Linked DNA regions of Bombyx mori: region 1 is linked to region 2. The links are chromatin contacts, called in public Hi-C maps. All regions are on one chromosome and are shown on one strand. Each heading gives the region's core, a stretch centred on a gene start, on an enhancer-like site or on the middle of the called end of the contact. The rest is flanking DNA. Distances are from core to core; before and after follow the strand shown. Region 1 holds the start of LOC105842591 (zinc finger SWIM domain-containing protein 4). Region 2 overlaps LOC105842591 (zinc finger SWIM domain-containing protein 4).

Evidence for each region. A called contact is a pair of places that touch in the nucleus more often than the background predicts.
Region 1: a Hi-C map of whole pupa shows a contact between it and region 2, with 3 times the contacts expected there. The contact joins the promoter of LOC105842591 here to the enhancer-like site in region 2. A contact is called at or near these places in 4 of 7 Hi-C or Micro-C datasets (midgut, posterior silk gland and whole pupa).

Annotation. Positions count from the first base shown.
Region 1 is chr19:3,499,435-3,503,045 of ASM3026992v2, reverse strand. It overlaps LOC105842591 (zinc finger SWIM domain-containing protein 4), which reads left to right and starts at 1,982. Exons shown (of 21, transcript XM_038017517.2): 1 at 1,982-2,297. The coding sequence starts at 2,009.
Region 2 is chr19:3,420,414-3,423,613 of ASM3026992v2, reverse strand. LOC105842591 (zinc finger SWIM domain-containing protein 4) reads left to right here. Exons shown (of 21, transcript XM_038017517.2): 4 at 57-268; 5 at 883-963; 6 at 1,314-1,601; 7 at 2,344-2,471; 8 at 3,091-3,168. Among protein-coding and RNA genes, the nearest start is that of LOC101741888, 30 kb to the right of the region's middle. Within about 2 kb of position 1,418, at least 3 of the 8 cell types and tissues checked have open chromatin away from gene starts, as enhancers often do.

The sequences.
Region 1 (3,611 bases), core at 733-3,232, 79 kb before region 2:
AAGTCGCTCAGCGAGCCATGGAAAGAGCCATGCTCGGAGTTTCTCTGAAGGATAAAATCCGGAATGAGATTATTCGACAGAGAACTAAAGTCATCGACATAGCTCAAAGAGTCAGCAAGCTGAAGTGGCAGTGGGCTGGCCATATATGCCGTAGGACTGACGATCGCTGGAGCAGACGGGTTCTCGAGTGGAAACCGCGCAGCGGGAGACGTAACGTGGGACGCCCCCTGGCTAGATGGTGCGATGACCTCCGCACGGTGGCCGGCAAGAAGTGGATGAGGAAAGCAGCAGACCGGGCTCAGTGGTGTAGATTGGGAGAGGCCTATGTCCAGCAGTGGACGACTGTGGGATGTTCATGATGATGATGATGATGATATGTTGTATATTTATTGGTTAATGTTGAGAAACGGCGTTGATTTAATCGATGTAATGAAACCGGAATCACGCGTGCATCTTTTGATCAATTTTAAGAATAGGGTATGAAATTAAAACATTAAAACTCATCGGCCAACCAGGTAGCTACCGCTATCCCGCCCATTTCTGCCACGAATGTGTATTACGTTCTAAATTAGGTGGTGACAGCCATTCCACAATACAATTTAAATGACGGCATTCGTCTTACTCTTGGACTGTGCTTTCGGAAGTGATTCATCAAAGTCGGCTCGACGAAAATCTCAGAATTTCAATGATGATGCTCAACGCGAGTTCCTTCTGGCTTGAGACGCAGAACGCCAGTTGATGTCTTGAGCCAGGAAGCTCAATTTGGCATCATAACTTCACATAGTCAATCCGTAATTATCGTGGAAATATTGAATTATCGCTGCTTTTATCATGGAAAAGCCTTTGATTTTCAAGTAGAGTTAGCTCTTCGCTTGGAAAAATACGACAAAATCAAATTTGCGTACATTTGATTATAGCTCATGCAAGCATAGGCAGCGCTTATGTAGCCCGCACCTACATAGTCTCTCTACAAATCTTAACAATTCTGCTTCTTAGGTTAATCATCAGGCACCGTGGTACGTGAAGAATATAAGCTTTCTTGACTATTTAGGTATCGAATCCATCCTCTGAAATCGCTATTGAAATTATACTTCTTCACAAGGCCTCGATACTTTTTATTTATTTATCGTATGGCATTCGTTTACACTGCGTGGTTATAATTGAAATTTACAGTTTGTGATAAGGGTTTTATAATTGACGCAGTGTAGTTGGAACCGGGAGATCCTCAGGAGGACAGTTCAGTCGCCAGGTTGTTGCACTATTAGCACCACCCAGGGGTCACGTGTAGGGTAGCGGTGGGTAACGTTATGCAACTTCGACCCGATACTGTAAGCCCCTTATTTGTCAAAGTCAATGTTTCCATACTCTTCGAACTTATTGAAGAGCTCGGTGTTGTTACATTTTCCCCTAGAATCATCCTGCTGAGTTTCGCACCAAATCTTTCCAGCGTTGCATACCACCAAGTTTTGGAATGAGCTATCTTCGACTGTATTTTTTGGATTGTTTTTCATCCTCCTTGCAGCGTGTTACTAAATTCTGAGGGTCGTGACCTTTACGGAGCACGGAATGTTTTTATATGAAATTTTAAGTTTTCCCCGCGGTAGGAATCACACGTAACTGTGTCTCTGATATTCAAAAACGAAAGCACCTATGACCGGATTAACTATGTACTTATCTGGCTTTCATGGATATATAAAAAGATTTGGATACGAAAACATGATTTCAATCGGAAGAGTGTTAAAACCTTAAAAACGTCCAATCGACAAGTTCACCTTGTTTCAAGCAGCGTAGAAAGATACTCAAATTCCCACTCATCGATATTAAGCGCCCAGAACAATATAAAAATGCCAACTTTTAATAATATATCGCACATTATGCCTGCCAAATGAATAATTTATCGCGGTGTGTCAATTTGGGGCGCACCTCCCCAGGCATCGGTTAAACGAGGAGGTGTGGTGCAGGGGGGGCTTAGAGCAGTCAGTCCGCGCCGAGCGGCCAAGCGAGCGCCATGTCGCCGCGCGCATGCTGCCGGCCGCGCGCCCCGCCGACCCTACTCGACATCACCGCCAAGATAGTGGCCGCGAACATTCCCTTTCAGCGGATCGAGGAGCGCTACGAACGCATCCCGGAACCGGTACAACGTCGTGTCGTGTACTGGTCGTTCCCGCGGGACGAGCGAGACATCTGCATGTACTCGTCGTTAGCACGGGCGCCTCCCGACGACCATCGCAACATCGCCTTCTGCCGCGGCCTGAAGCTGCTCGAAGCCGGCTGCGTGGAGAACGTGCTGCAAGTCGGTGAGTGTCCGCCTGCGACGCGCCTGCGCCTGTTTACTAATATGCGCCTCGCCCACCCGCGCCGTATAAATAAAAACCTCGACGTGTGCGATCGATAGCTACTCCTCTCGGGAATTATTCATGCGTTGCCTCGTAAAAGTTTCAAGAGATTAGGGCCCGTCAGGACTGATGATTGGCTCGGACGAAAGGTTCCGGGCCGCTCGGCCGTGGCCCTTATCTGGTTGCGGTATCATCGTTCCGGTACTAGAACTAAAGTTTAATCGATTCCCGGCAACATATTATTCACGATTTCCACCCGACACCATATCGGAGCGATTACGTTCCCGGAGGCAGCCGGCTTCATAGGAAATTCGATCGCAAACAACGAATTCGTGATCGTATTAAAAGATTCTTCAAATTGAATCAACGGAAACACGAATTAAAATCGCCCTGTGAAAACATAAGTAGTGCATTCTCATAAGTTTCGGATGGAGATCACGTGGTCCGTGTTTCGAATCAATCGAAAAATTTAATCAAGAGCCCCGCTATAAAAATTATGCAGATGCAACATAAAATTCGGCTAAGATTTACATAACTCGATATCCCGTTACATAGGGAATTTATAAGACCGGAATGTTTCGGTGCGAGCTCGCGAGGACGGCTTCAATCCGTGCAGACGTCATTTGTTACTGTCGCCGCCGTGAATAACGGACGCGAATAAAAAAAAAAAAAAAAAATTATTGCCAGTTTTTTTTATTTTTTATTTAATAGGGCCGGAGCCGGTTTTTATTGTGCTCGGTCGTGGGAGGACCGGCGTTACATATTCGTTTAGGTCTTATCTCGCATCGGAACAGCGATTACCGGTCATTTCGGGCCGCTTTTTCGAGTGAACGCGGTCAGATAGATCGCAATGGACCTGGCAAGGTTATCTACGGCGCGGCGGCTTCGCGTATAAAGAACGCCTTTTTTTTCCTACCTTAGCTGATGATCTTGAGAGACCATTTGAGCTCGCGGGGCTCAAACCTGACGTTATTGCTAACACTAACCCTAGCAAGAGTGTTGCTTCGTAGAATCTACCACCGGATCGGAAACGCGATCCACTGAGATTCAACGAGAAACTCAATGTGCTCAAAAGAACTAAACAAAGAAGTAAACTCAAGATGAAATTGTGATGAGTAAACACTAGTTTGTAGTTGAATCATGTCCGCGGTCCGACTTTAGGCGCTGGCTTGCGTCCAATTTTAGGGCTACGTTTGGAACCGCTTCGACGAGATAGTATCCGAAATGAACCGTGTATAGCGCGATCGAGATAATCGCGCTGATCGTCGACGCGAA
Region 2 (3,200 bases), core at 169-2,668:
TCCCCGAGTAGATAGTCGTATATCGACCAGCGGCAAAATAGAAATCTAAATTCCAGAAACACTCCTGCAAATGGACAGACAGCAACTTCAGAAGTTCGTCCAGTATTTAATATCGGAGCACCACACCGAAGTGTTGCCGACGGCGCAGAGGTTAGCCGACGAAGTTCTGCAGGCGAGGTCTGCCATCAACAGGATATGTGGCGCGCCGGACCCGACGGCCGGACCGCCGCCCGACGCGCACCATGCCTGGCATTTGGATGAGCAGCAGGTGAGCTCCAAAGAAATCTCTTCACTGCGCACAATATTAAATTCATGCTACTGGCTACTATCAACTGTAACATCGTGAATGCCTCCACTCACGACGGGACGTGGAAGTCTCCATGGGTAACCGGAGACCAAATAATAATAAGGTTTTTTTGTTGAAATATAATTAAGATTTTATATTCCTGAGTATGATAATTCTAAATTCTAATACCTTATTAACAGTGAGCATGACCCAACACGCTTAATATATCATGTGTGACCAATCGTTATACATAATATTATATAATATAAATGTCTGCTGGTTTTTGGCCACGTATGACGTCACGTGCAATAAAGTGCTCTCAGGCGGAGTTTGGTCAAGTTTTCGTCACAGTTTTTATAAATACTGTAGACAACGACTGTACTTCTCCTTGAACTCGAACATATGACAGTTTCGAGGCAAAAAAAGGCAGGATCTCTCAGGAGACCGTCTAGGCTGACAACAATCCGAACCATCAATAATGCCCTATGAGCTCGTGTTTGATGACCTGCGTCCCGCGTTCTCATCAGATAAAACCAGATGTCATTACCTCTGTAGTTGTTACCCTTTAGCTTTCTTAGAAATTTGTATCGTTACAGGTCTGCGAACAAGTACGCGCGTATTTGTTACAGGGAACTTATTATAATGCAAACAAACAATTGAACTCTTTATTTTCAAAGGTAAGTGCATGATTCCAATTAAATCTTTCAATATATCTTGTAATTCAAAAGAATATTACTGGTGGTAGGACCTTTTCTGAGTCCGCACGAGTAGGTACCACCGCCCTGCCTATTTCTGCCGTGAAGCAGTAATGCGTTTCGGTTTGAAGGGCGGGGCAGCCGTTGTAACTACACGTGAGACCTTAAAACTTATATCTCAAGGTGGGTGGTGCATTTACGTTGTAGATGTCTATGGGCTCCAGTAACCATTTAACACTAGGTGGGCTGTGAGCTCGTCCACCCATCTAAGTAATAAATAAAAATATATAATTCAAAACAGCTAACCCTCAACGTCAACGTGAACTCGACAGGTTCGGGAGATGCTCCGCGCGCAAGACTCGAACGGTCCCAGGATGCTCATGCTCATGACGGAGCAGTTCCTATCTGACCCCCGGCTCCTGCTATGGAGGAATCAGAACACGCCCATGACAGAGAAATGCAGGCAGCTGTGGGAGCAGTTAGGAGCTCTGTGGGTCAGCATAGTCTTAGATCCTGGAAGTAATAAGCACCATCGGCTGCAGTGGAGGCATCTGCTGGAGAAGTGGTCGGCAGTTGAAGTATGTCCCACCGAGGATCCAGACTATAGGTCTTTTCCTTTAGTAAGTAAACCTGAAGTTATTTATAATGTAATCATTTAATGCAATTGAAACTGTAGATTATTTAATTGTTATCTATACTAATATATAAATCTACAGTGGTTTTTACGGATGTTCCGTTATAACTACTGAACCAAGCATATGATTGACTTGAAACTTGGTATCCATGTAGAAAATACATGTACTTAATGGATAGGCTAATATTTGTATGAGTGTTGGACTCCCTACACCAGTTGCGGGGGTGTTAATTATGAGAATCTTTGTCGGGGTGAGAAATAATAATGTTAATTTTAAATGCCCAGCGAAGCGGACGGGTACAGCTAGTTTTAACTAAAAAGTTATTCCGTAGAACAAGCTCACGGCCCACCTGATGTAAAGTGGTCGCTGCTTCCGTCAACGCGTACATAATATTGATAGACAAATAAATGTGCATTGTTTTCCATTAACTGGAAAGCGTGTTGGTGCGATTGCGATTCGAGACGATCCAATACATAATAATCAGATACATAATATAATAGTGTCATAAATATATACTCACAGGAGCGTACAGCCGATACTAGGATAGAGATGAGCATCCAGTTTCATATACTATTAATGTCCAAATTTACTTATACTTTTTTTATTAATTTCACATTTTGGACAGTTGAGTTAAGTAAATAAAAGAATAGTTTCACAAACTTCACGAACGTGTGGTTCAATATTAATTATTATAATCTTAAAAATAATTCCGAGAAACGTGTTTCAGTACGCAAGAGAAAGAGAAAGAAATGAGAGGGATCGTGACAGAGATCACAGAGATAGAGATAGAGAACGACATCGAGATAGAGAAGAGAGGGACAGAGAGAGACTCCGTGAAAGAGAAGAGCGAGACAGGTAAGTCCTAGAAATTAATTTTAAATCTCAGACGCATATTACAACAATAGTACAATAACGAAAACCGTAGGCAGCGTCTTCGCTATGTCCCTGACATTGTCGATGTCCATGGGCGACTTTCATAAAGCAATAATGCGTTAAATCTTTAAACAATCATCATTTTGACTTTTTTTTTTATTGCCTTTATAGGCAGACGAGCATACGGCCCACCTCATGGTGAGTGGTTACCGTCGCCCATGGACTTCAGCAATGCCAAGGGCAGAGCCAAGCCGCTGCCTACCGAAAGTGACTTTCACTATTATGCTTATAGTTGACGAATGAAAATTATTGTTCAATCGAAATAATATATATTATGTACAATAGTTTAAAAAACCCACCCCTAAATAGCAAAAGGAACTAAGCATTAATATCATGTTTTATTTTGTTGATATTAGAGCCAAGAGGATCATTAATAGTTAGCAAAAAAAAATGTACTTAACTATTTTGTTATTGCCTATTTATATATAGATAGTACCAAGTTCCTAATTGCATAACTAAAACATGTCGACAGCTCTGCACTAGCGGCAACCCTATTCAAATAGAATGTTGGAAAGTAAAGAAAAAAATCCTAAATTTCCAGAGAAAGGCATAGAGAGAGACTGAGAAGAGATATACATTCCCATTCCGAGAGTTCCGATGAAGAGTCGAGACCTAATAAGTAAGTATCATTTAATAAATAGACTCGCCCCC